Linked DNA regions of Mus musculus: regions 2, 3 and 4 are each linked to region 1. The links are chromatin contacts, called in public HiChIP or PLAC-seq, Micro-C and promoter capture Hi-C maps. All regions are on one chromosome and are shown on one strand. The core of a region is the stretch at or near the end of the contact, and the rest is flanking DNA. Distances in the headings are between cores, read along the strand shown.

The links. A called contact is a pair of places that touch in the nucleus more often than the background predicts. HiChIP or PLAC-seq counts read pairs in DNA pulled down with a chosen protein or histone mark. Capture Hi-C pulls out chosen DNA fragments and counts their contacts.
Region 2: an H3K4me3 HiChIP or PLAC-seq map of bone marrow-derived macrophages shows a contact between it and region 1, with 4 times the contacts expected there. The contact joins the enhancer-like site here to the promoter of Armc6 in region 1. A contact is called at or near these places in 1 of 484 Hi-C or Micro-C datasets (bone marrow-derived macrophages), 2 of 115 datasets of contacts at active chromatin or transcription factors (bone marrow-derived macrophages and large pre-B cells) and 3 of 9 other capture datasets (liver, macrophages and pancreatic islet).
Region 3: a contact with region 1 is called in a promoter capture Hi-C map of liver. The contact joins the promoter of Fkbp8 here to the promoter of Armc6 in region 1. A contact is called at or near these places in 3 of 39 promoter capture datasets (hippocampal neurons, neural stem cells and pre-B cells), 4 of 484 Hi-C or Micro-C datasets (CD4 T cells, embryonic stem cells, natural killer cells and 1 more), 8 of 115 datasets of contacts at active chromatin or transcription factors (the 230-238 cell line, the SCID.adh cell line, astrocytes and 5 more) and 3 of 9 other capture datasets (adipose tissue, liver and pancreatic islet).
Region 4: a Micro-C map of embryonic stem cells shows a contact between it and region 1, with 4 times the contacts expected there. The contact joins the promoter of Gatad2a here to the promoter of Armc6 in region 1. A contact is called at or near these places in 1 of 39 promoter capture datasets (pre-B cells), 2 of 484 Hi-C or Micro-C datasets (B cells and embryonic stem cells), 4 of 115 datasets of contacts at active chromatin or transcription factors (astrocytes, cardiomyocytes, effector CD8 T cells and 1 more) and 1 of 9 other capture datasets (adipose tissue).

What each region holds. Positions count from the first base shown.
Region 1 is chr8:70,233,135-70,235,761 of GRCm38.p6, forward strand. It overlaps Armc6 (armadillo repeat containing 6), which reads right to left and starts at 1,288. Exons shown (of 8, transcript NM_133972.2): 1 at 976-1,288. It overlaps Sugp2 (SURP and G patch domain containing 2), which reads left to right and starts at 1,071. Exons shown (of 11, transcript NM_172755.4): 1 at 1,071-1,518.
Region 2 is chr8:69,849,747-69,852,373 of GRCm38.p6, forward strand. All of the region lies in intron 1 of Pbx4 (pre B cell leukemia homeobox 4), which reads left to right. Among named protein-coding and RNA genes, the nearest start is that of Pbx4, 18 kb to the left of the region's middle. Within about 2 kb of position 1,330, at least 73 of the 459 cell types and tissues checked have an H3K27ac peak or open chromatin away from gene starts, as enhancers often do. A contact at or near this core is called in bone marrow-derived macrophages, where this site is marked.
Region 3 is chr8:70,526,399-70,529,025 of GRCm38.p6, forward strand. It overlaps Fkbp8 (FK506 binding protein 8), which reads left to right and starts at 1,345. Exons shown (of 9, transcript NM_001111066.1): 1 at 1,345-1,438.
Region 4 is chr8:69,973,051-69,975,677 of GRCm38.p6, forward strand. It overlaps Gatad2a (GATA zinc finger domain containing 2A), which reads right to left and starts at 1,333. Exons shown (of 13, transcript NM_001113346.1): 1 at 1,040-1,333.

The sequences.
Region 1 (2,627 bases), core at 38-2,537:
AAATAATATTGATAACAAATAATTTATTAATAATAATAGTTATTAAAGCACAAATGAAGCAGAGGCAGGCTAACCTCTGAACTGGAGGCCAGCACAGTCTACAGTGCAAGTTCCTGGACAGCCAGGACGACACGGAGAAATCCTGGCTTGAAAAACAACAACAAAACAAGAAACACTGATACCAGAACAACGGAGGCAGAAATGGTAGACCTCTGTGAGTTTCTGGCCAGCCTGATCTACACAGTGAGACCCTCCTGACCCCCTCCCCCGTCTTGCCCCTCAAGTAAACAAAACCTGTCTAGGTCAAGCAGCCTTACTGTCACATGAAATAATCCCGTTTTTGTTTTTTATGTTAGGGATTCATGTAGACCTGACTGACCTTGAACTCCTGATTTCCAGTCTCCAAACAACCCCCTGGCTCATCAGTTGTTTTTGAGGCAGTGTCTGGTCTTGTAGCCCAGACTGGTATCAAACTCGCAGCAATCCTTCTGCCTCTGCTTCTTGAGTGCACCACAACGCCTGTTCTTTCTTTTGGCTGTTTTTATTCTGAAATATGGGCTGGCTACATAGCCAAAGCCGGTCTAGAACTCATCAATCCTTCTGTCTCCCTAAAGCAGTCATGACAGGTGCAGCAACCACGCCCGCTCCATCACTACTACATGAACAGCAACACCAGCGTCCCCTGAACCAGAGTCACACTGTCTTGAACCTCTTGTACTCCTGGCTCCACTGCCTAGAATGCGGCCGACCCTGTAGCAGGTGCTCAGGTGCACACAGGCGCAGCGCGAATGAATAAAATGAATGAAAGAACCTGCACAAGAAAGGCGAAGCATTTGCTTCCCAAGTATCTCTGGGACGATTCTCTCCTTCCCCCAAACCAAGTCCGCGAGAGTCGTGCAAACACCACCACCCCGACCCCGCGGCGCCCACTCCCCACTGCGCCAGCCACAAGCACAGGCGGCCGGTGCTCCTCACCGGGTCTACGCAGCCACGTGGGGAAAGGGTGGGGCTCGCAGCTGTCACCCGAGACTTTGCCTTTGGCTCCTTCGAGCCACCATATAAGCGCAAGCGCAGAGGCGCCGCCTCGCCTCGGCGTCCCTCCTTCAGCCGAGAGGCTCCTTTCCGGGGCAACGAGGGCGACCGCGAGCACAGGTAAAGCGAAGGGAGCCACAGAATACGCGTGGGCCTGAGACTCTTGCAGTACTCTCAATGCTACTCCTAGGTGTCGCTTCCCCTCAAAAGAGATAGTTTTCACCTAGGTAGACTCGGCCCTGAGAAGTGAGCAGCGCGCCTGCGCGAAAGAGCGAAGATGGCTGCCCTCGACGCTTGCGCATGAGGACCTAGGCGGTGGCAGCCAGCGCCTGCGCACCAAGGCAAGGCAGAGGCTTGCGCCTGCGCGACGCGGCGCTGCGGAAACCGTTGGCTCATTTGCATCTCCCCGCCTCGCCAGGCGGTGGATAAGGGGCCCGAGGCGGCGGCGGCAGCGGCGGGGGCGGCACCGCACGCGGCAGGCTCCGGGTGAGGCCCGGGCCCTGGAGACCTGGGAGGGCTGGCCCGGGGTGGGAAGGACTCTGGGTGTCTCTAGGGCGAGCGCGCTCCTCCAGCCTGTCTGGCGGGTCCATTCATTACGCTTGAGCCCTCAGTCGGCCGGGCGAGTTGGGCGTAACGGCGAGCGGGCTTCGGGCCTCCAGCTGCCGGGAACCACTGCAGCCTCCGAGTCTGCCAGTACCATAGACGGGGAAACGGAGGTGCAGACAGATTAGGTACCTTGATTAAATTTCAGGATCAGCTGACCCGGAGGAGTCCCTGCTCTTAAATGACAGAGAACAAGGGGCGTCCTATCGCTTTCCCAGGGTGTGGGGAAACGGGGTGATGGTTATAGAAATGACCAGAAGGGAGGTTTACCTCTTGAAGTTGGAAGTGTCATAAGGAAGGCTGTCACTGATATGTATGCTGCCTTATTTTTTTTTAACATTCAGAAAGTGCCCTCACAATGAATGCCCTGTTGGTCAGGCTCAACATTAGGATGCCTGACCTAGTGGTTCACTTCTTCAAGTCTGCTTTTCTCCCGTGTGTGAACATTTTTTTCTTTCATTCCTTTTTTCTTTCTTTCTTTTTCTTTTTCTTTTTTTTTTTTTTTTTTTTTAAGGCAGGGTCTCAAACTGATTATGATGGCTCACCCCTATAATCCCAGTTCCCAGGAGGCAGAGACAGGGTGGATTTTCCTTTCAATGCCAACCTTAGTGTGTATGTATGTGTGTGTGTGCACACACAAAGTTTGAGGCCAACCAGAGGTGTGTAAGGAGATCATTTGGAATCTCTCCTACTCAACCATGCTACCAAAAAAAAAAAAAAAAAAAAAGTAAATAAAACTAAAAAGATTGGGTCTGCAGAACCTGGCAGTGCACACTGGCAATCCTAGTTCTTGGAAGGCAAAAGCAGGAGGATCAGAGGTTTAGTGCTCATGCCAAAGTGGGCTACTCTGTTGTAGTTGCAAAAAATCCAAACAACAACAAAACAAAACCCTCATGCACACACAAAACTGGGTCTTGCTATGTAGCCTAGGCTGGTCTGGAATAAACTAGGTAGCTCACACAGGTTTTAAACCTGCAAACCTGTTGCTCAGC
Region 2 (2,627 bases), core at 80-2,579, 380 kb before region 1:
CCATAAAGTAGAGGTTCCAGGGAATCTGACACCCTCACATAGATATACACTCAAGAAAAAACACCAATGCACACACACATAAGACACATCTTGCTGCAAGTGGTGGCTCACGCCTTTAATCCCAGCACTCGGGAGGCAGAGGCAGGCAGATTTCTGAGTTTGAGGCCAGCCTGGACTACAGAACAAGATCCAGGATGGCCAGGGCTACACAGAGAAACCCTGTCTCCAAAAACAAAAGCAAACAAAACACCAAAAATAGAAACATTTATTTAGTGTGTATTTATGTGCATATGTGTGCCCTGTCTCTGTGGGATGTATGGGAGTGTGAGTGCAGTGTTCCCAAAGGCCAGAAGAGGGCGACAGATCTCCTGGTGCTGGAGTTCCAGGTGGTTGTATTGCCCAACGCGTGGGAAGGAAGTTTGTGCTGTCCTCTGCAAGAGTAGTGCAGTATCTTAACCTGGGAAACCCTTCTCTCCCTCCTTCTCTCCCTCCTTCTCTCCCTCCTTCTCTCCCTCCTTCTCTCCCTCCTTCTCTCCCTCCATCCTGATTGGATTTGTAACAGATTTGTTAGGCTGACAGGCATGGAAGCAAACACCTTTTTGTTGTTGTTGTTGTTGTTTTGGTTTTTTTGTTTTTTGTTTTTTTATGAGACAGGGTTTCTCTGGGTAGCCTAGGGTGTCCTGGAACTCACTCTGTAGACCAGGCTGGCCTCGAACTCAGAAATCCGCCTACCTCTGCCTCCCAAGTGCTGGGATTAAAGGCGTGCGCCACCACGCCCGGCCCGAGGCAAGCACTTTTGAAGGAAAGTTTGCTTACTGCTCCCAAGAGAGGGGGGGCACACATGGCCATGCCCATAAAGTAGGGGTGTGTCAGTTTCTCAGTGCCTATATCTGTCTGTCTGTCTGTCTGTCTGTCTGTCATCTGTCTGTCTAGGCAGAGGCCAGGAGCTTTGGTAGGACTTTCTCTAGAGTGAACTGGCTGGGTTGGGCAGACCCATTTGAGCCTCCCTGGAGAGAGCTGGATGGAGGGACACTGCTCTGGTCTGGGTCATAGCAGGTCTCTAGATGTCTAGGATTTGGCCCCATGGTGACTGAGGACAGGGAAGGCCTGGGTGTTGTGTGAGGTGAGTTGTTGGGGAGGATTTTGAATTAGCTCATGTGCTTGTGGAAGGCAGGTGTTTGCTCTGTCTGGGAGGTAGCTCACCCCAGCTCTGCCAAGCCTCTGAAAACGGAGTGGAAACCAAGCTGCCTGTATACCTCATGCTGGCTCCTGCTGCTTTCTTTCAAGACAAGATGGCTGAGTGCAGAGCTGCTGTTTCTGCTTCCTGCACTCCTCCACCCTCTCCCCACACTATGTGCTCCACCCTCAGCTGAGTCACCCTGGTGCTCTGGGAGGTCCCTGACCTGCATGCTTTTCCTTTGCTCCCCCTCTTTGGCTTTTAGGTTTCACTGCCTCCCATGTGACCTTTCAAAGTCCTTGCCTGGGTCCCCATTTCTTCCTGTGGAGATTTCCTCGACTCCCCAGCGTTCAAGTATCATCCTCATCGCTGGCCAGTGGTTACTCAGTCCTGTGCTAGTTCAGCTCCAGCCTAGAGCTATTGGCCCTGCCTAGGAGCTCAAGGGCTGCGCCTGCGACCTGGTGAAGCCTCTGGTTACTGCTTCAGGGCCCAGCATCCAGGCAGTACGGGTCACTTTGTAGTCTTCTTTATTCCTAAAGCTTTCACTCCTACACCAAGGCCTTCAGATTCACACTCCAAATTAAAGGTCTATTGTGTCTAAGACCAGGCTGGCCTTGAATTTAGAAATCCACCTGCCCCTGCCCCTGTCCGTCCCTGTACCTCTGCCTCCTGAGTACTGGGATTACAGGTGTGGGCTAACACATTCAGCCCACAAACTAAATTTTTAAAATGTGTTTCAGACTGGCTGTGGTAGTATGTGCCTGTAACACCAGCAGGTGGGAGGCCGAGGAGGCTGAGACAGTTGAGTTCAAGGCTAACCTGGGCAGTTTAGCAGGATGCTATCTCAAACTGAAAATAATAAGTAAAAAGGGTCCCCATTAACTCAGTGTAGGCAGCTGCCAAGTCTGTGCAAGGAGGGGTTTGGGTTGCCTTCCAACACACACACACACACACACACACACACACACACACACACACCCCTCACTTAAGGCCAGGCAAACAGACCAGTAGAACAAGAACAAAACTGACCCAGGACCCCATCTCACCACACATCCCAGGATGACCTTGAACTTCCCATCCTCTTGCTTCTACTCCCTAAATTCTGCACTAGAGCTGTGTACCCACACACCTGGCTTGTGTGGTGCTGGGGATCAAACCTAAGGCTTCTTGCACACTAGGTACAGCTCTGCTGACTGAGCCATGTACCCAGCAGGTGAGTGATGATGGACAGGTCTACCAAGGCTTTGGGTGGGGAAAAGGTGGACTCCTTAGCAGTTGGTCAGTCCCACTGCAGAAGGAGACTGGGTCTGTCCTCGCTGGGTGTCTGGGTGTCCACTGCTATGATAAGCACCACAGCAAAAAGCAGCCTAGGAAGGAGAGGGTTTATGTCATAGCTCTGTCAGTCATGGAAGTCAGGGCAGGCACTGAGGTAGAGCCATGGAGGACTGCT
Region 3 (2,627 bases), core at 95-2,594, 290 kb after region 1:
TTCTGCCTAGCATGTGCAAAGGTCCCAGATCCAATTTCAAGTACTACAAGAACCAAAGAACAACAACAAAAAACAAACCCCACTGGGTTTCAGATGTAGCCAGGTTCAAAGCCCTCAGAACTGGAACAAGCCCATGGTTTCTTTGATATCAAGTGAAAGAATTACAGGATCATTCTTGAAAGGTGACAGCTCGGGAGAGTAGATAAGGTCCTTCAAATGAGAGGCCCTGCTTTCTCCCTGACACCTTAGCACCTTCTGGCAGAGTCTGCATGGACAGCAGGCAGTTACTGAAAACCTTGTATCTCAGGTGACTGCCCTTCAGCTTTCAGCTACTGTTCTTTTAGACAGTGCAATGTAGCCAAGCCGGGTCGTGAACTTCTGATCCTCAGTGCCCCACTTGTCAAGTACTGAGACAACAGGCAAGCACCCTGTCTGGCTTCCTGACCCCGTCTGTACCTTCAAGGTAACTTAGTAAGCAGTCACACAAGACCCCAGAACCTTGGGGCTGGAGAGATGGATGGCTCAGTGGTTTAGAGCACTGACTGCTCTTCCAGAGGTCCTTAAATTCAATTCCCAGCAACCACATGGTGGCTCACAATCATCTGTAATGGGATCTGATGCCCTCTTCTGGTGTGTCTAAAGACAGTGACAGTGTACTAATAAAATTAAATCAATAATTCTTTAAGACTCCAGAACCTCACAAGCAAGCTAAACACTTTGCTGTCAGCTTGGGCTTCATGGTCAGACCCTGGCTAACTAAAATACAATATAAAACATGAAACAAAAGAGAATGCTATAATAAAATAGTTGAGACGGGTGTGGTAGCACACACCTTTAATCCCAGGAGCAGATAGAGGCAGTATGATCTCCATGAGTTTAAGGCCAGCCTGGTCTGGTAAACGTGCTGCGTCCAGGACAGCCAAGCCTACACAGAGAGGCTTGCTCACCACGCCCCAGGAAAAGAGAGGGGCAGGGGAAGGAGGACATGAAATAAAGTATTAAGTAAAATTATGAAATATTATTGTTTTCCAAAGAGCCCCGAAAATGACCGCGCATGAGCTACAGTGTTTCTTGTTTATTTCTACCTCGTATGTAAGCAGGAGGAAGCCTGCCCCAGCATGAACTCAAATCAGGGCGTGCTGCTATCCTCTCCCACTGTGCGCCCAGTGCGTTCCCATCTCCCACTCCCAACAGCCCCTCCACCTAGAGGCTAGAGCCCCTTTAAGAAACGGCCAGCGGAGCTTACCAGGAAGGAGGTGGTGTCGAGGGCGCGAGACGGACGTGTGCACAAGCCAATAAACACGGCAGACGCGGTGTGAACAGCCAATGGGTGCGCGGGGGCGGGGCTGCGTATCTGAAGCTGTTTCCCGAGGCGCGGCGGCCGCGGCTGGGGGCGGGGAGGGGGCACAGGACCCCGAGCGGGGTCCCCGAGCCGCAGGCACGTGTGACGGGGCGTAGCGAGGAGGCCGAGGCTCCCGGGGCCAAGGCCTCCCGAGGCTGCGGGAGGCTGGGCCTCCCGGGGCGGTAGTGTCGACCGGGCGCGGGGCGGCGTTGGGGTGCGGGGCGCGCGGGGCATTGTGGGGGCTCGGGGCGGGAGGGTCTCCGGTCGGGGCCGGATCCCGGAAGGAGCCCCGCAGGTGAGGGTCGCAGGGCAGGGACGCAGGGCTCCGGGGCTTCCTGGGGCTTAAGGAGAGGGCCTGATAGGACGTAGGGTTCTACAGCTGGGTTGGGGGCCTCCGCAGAGAGGCCTGGGGCCAGCGAGATGGTGCAAGAGTCCATATTGGTGTTCCCACTACTCTTTCGCTTTTATTTAATTTGAGACTGGGTCTCCAGTATTCTAAGCTAGTCTTCAAGTGGGTGTGTAGCTCAGGCTGGCCTTGAACTCCTGGCCTTCCTGTCCGAAGAGCTGGATGACAGGCGTGCCTTGCCACACCTGGTTTACAGGGGTGCTAATTCTAAAGCGTCGTGCTTGCTAGGAGAACGCTCTTCCAACGAATTACAATCCTAGCTTATGCTTTCAATTTCTTGAGTCAGGATTTCATGTAACTCATGAATTCCATGGCCTCGAATACCTGGTCATCCTTCCTCCACCTCCCGATTGCTGGAATGAAAGGCATTTGCTGATACATGGTTTCTGCAGCGTTGGGGTTAGAACCCCGGGTCTTGTGCTTGGTAGACAAGTGCCCTGTTGCCTGAGCTATCTCCCCAGTGCCCTACTACGATTAAAAGCTGGAAGCAGACTTGGTGATAGAGGCAGGTTGGAGCCATCGTCTCTGTTGTTGGGAGATTCAGCAAGAGACATTAAGTTTCTAGCACCAATCCTTTATTGCTGGATCCTTTAGCAGAGAAGGTGGCCAGAGTCAGGAACCTCTACTAAAAGTTCACCTTTTTCAAATGAATAAGTTATAAAACTTATAAAGATTGCTGTCCCAAGGCCTCAGTGACAGTCCCCACTGCCTCAATTACCCCAACACCCTTTTCTTGACATTCAGCTCAATAACTTTCGATCTTGACCCTCTTGTTAATTGGCTTGTTTTCTGACTTTGGCTAAGTGGCTTTGTCTTTTTTTTTTTTTTTTTTTTGGTGGTTTATCGAGACAGGGTTTCTCTGTATAGTCCTGGCTGTCC
Region 4 (2,627 bases), core at 83-2,582, 260 kb before region 1:
TGAGAAGAACAAGAGGGAGACTCAGGCTCAGTATACAGATTACATCCACAACAGGTATCTATCGCTTTGTGAATGGACACACACATTAACAGGGACGTGGGAGTGCTGCATACTCCAAGAAGATAAAAAGAAGTTAATGCTGTCAAGAAAATGTAAGGCTCAGGAGACTCACCAGGACTTTGTCCTAAAGAATCCAAAGCCACAAGATAAGAGTGAACTACCTGAAGTGAGTCAGGTAGGTAGAACTTGCAGCCTCTGCTAAAACTGCAGGGGCGGGAAGGAAAAACAAAACATTCTGCCATACAGGTCTTAATGAGGGGTCCCCATTCATTTCAGGGTTCCGGAGAGCGCAGTCCGGCTGCGGCTGAGGCCTGCCCAGAAGCCTTTCCTTGTTGAAGTGATCAATTCCGATTCTTGGCATTAATCCCTTTAAAAGGCCAGCTGCTGCTGTCTAGTCACTGATGCCAACCCGTTCCAGGTGGAAGAAAAAAGAAATTATTGGAGCCACATCGTACACCCGGAGGCAAATTTAAAGTGGAGGGCCATGAGGAAAACAGGAACCAAGAGAGGGGGAAGGGTCCCATGGCTCCCCAGGGTCAAGCAGGAAGGGCGCGAGCCCAAGCAGGACGGTGGGGGGGGGGGGGGACCGGCCCTGCAGGCGTGGGCGCGCAGGGACTCTTATTCTGACACGGGATCCTCCGCCGCCTCCGCCGCCGCCGTCGCCGCCGAATTTAACGCCGCCGCCGGGCTCGGACCCCCGACCCTCCCGTGGACTCTCACCCCACGCCACTCGTCCACGTGCTGTGTGCCCGCCGCCCCCCTTGGGGCGGCCTCCCAGCCTGAAAAGCTCAGGAGGGAGTGAGGCGACTCGGCCACTTCCCGGCTCCGGGGACCAGGGACCCCAGCCCCACGTGCGAGGGCGGTGGGGAACTTTCCAGCGGCGCAGGCGAAGCGAACCGCAGCGCAGCAAACCGAATACGACCGCGCTCCCACTTTCCCGCGCCCCCGCCCCGCCTTGCCAAGTTTGCTAGGAACTTACCCGGCCGCGCGCCGACCGGGCCCAGGGGCAGCGCGCGTGTCCACAGGGCTGGGGGCGGGGGGCGCCGGCCGCGCGTGCTCGCTGCGCCTGAGGGGCCGCCCGGGCCCGCGGCGCTCGCTCCGCCGCTCCGCCCGCCCGCGCCGCCGGCCAGATAATGCGCCCCTCGGCCGCACACATGGAGCCCGGCGCCGGCGTCACCGCCCGGGACATGCGCACCAGGTCAGCGCGCCCGGCCCGCGGCCCCCAAAACACCGGGGAGCTCTTAAAGGCGACGCCACCCGCCCGCACCCGGATGGGCGGGGTCGGGAAGGGAGGGGCTCCCTGTGGGCGTGGTCTTATGTGGGCGTGGTTCCCTGGAGGCGAGGCTGGGCGGGCCTACCCGGAAGCACCGCCCTCCCAGCCCCAAAGACTGGCGACGCTGCGCTAAGCGACTGGGTTTCCCACTTGGGCTGCTAAGCGCCCCTCAGCCATGGCCAGCTTAGTGCACAGAGCTCGGCCGCGCCCAGGGCTGACTCACGCTGACCTCGCCCGAGCCCTGCACGGCCACCTCTTGTAACTCTGAGACGCGCCCGGGGCCTCGCAAAGCTTCCTCTCAGGAACTTCGGTGTTGACCTCCAGTGAGAAGGTGCGATCGGCTGAGCGGTCACCCCTCTCCCCCGGACCGCAGACAGTTCAACCTACCCACCAAGCCAATCCACCTGCAGAGAACGAGGTGGACGGCTGTCTCCTTCCAGTAATCCACATCTAGCCTGTGCCTCTGGAGAAGAAGGAATCCCCAAGAAAACAAACCTGCGCCCAACCCTCTCTGGTAACACCAAGGAGACAATAATAGCCAGAAAGGAAGCAAGTTTGGGGAGATTATGAAGCATCTGAAGCCAATTTACAATTTCAACAGGGAAAAGTACAAAGTTCATAGAAAACCTATTCCAGGACAGCGACATGGCTCAGTGGTTTAAAGAGGCTTGCCACCAAACATAATGACCTGAGTTCCATCCGCACAAGTTGTCCTCAGACACAAACACACGCTCATAAATAAAATATGTTAATTTAAAAAACACATCTGGAGTCATGGCTCAGCAATTAAAGGTACTGGCTGCTCTTGCAGAAGACCCAAGCACCCACATGGTGGCTTACAACCTACCATAACTCCGGTTCTAGGGTATTTATGCCTTCTGTCCTCATCATACAGAAACACGTCATAAAGAAATCTTATGAAGACAAAGCCCAGGGCTAAAGAGTTAGCTCAGTGGTTAAGGGCACTTCTTGTTGTGGAAGACCTGGGTTCTATTCCCAGCACCCACATGGAGGCTCTCCTCCTCAGGCAACAAGTACACATGTGGTACACAGATGCACATGCAGGCAAAACACTCATGACACATCAGTTTCTTTTAATATATATATATATAAGGGTTGGAGAGATGGCTCAGTGGTTAAGAGCACCAACTGCTCTTCTGGAGGTCCTGAGTTCAAATCCCAGCAATCACATGGTGGCTCACAACTATCTGTAATGAGATGCCCTCTTCTGGTATGTCTAAAGACAGCTACAGTGTACTCACATATAATAAATAAATCTTTAAAAAAAGAAAAA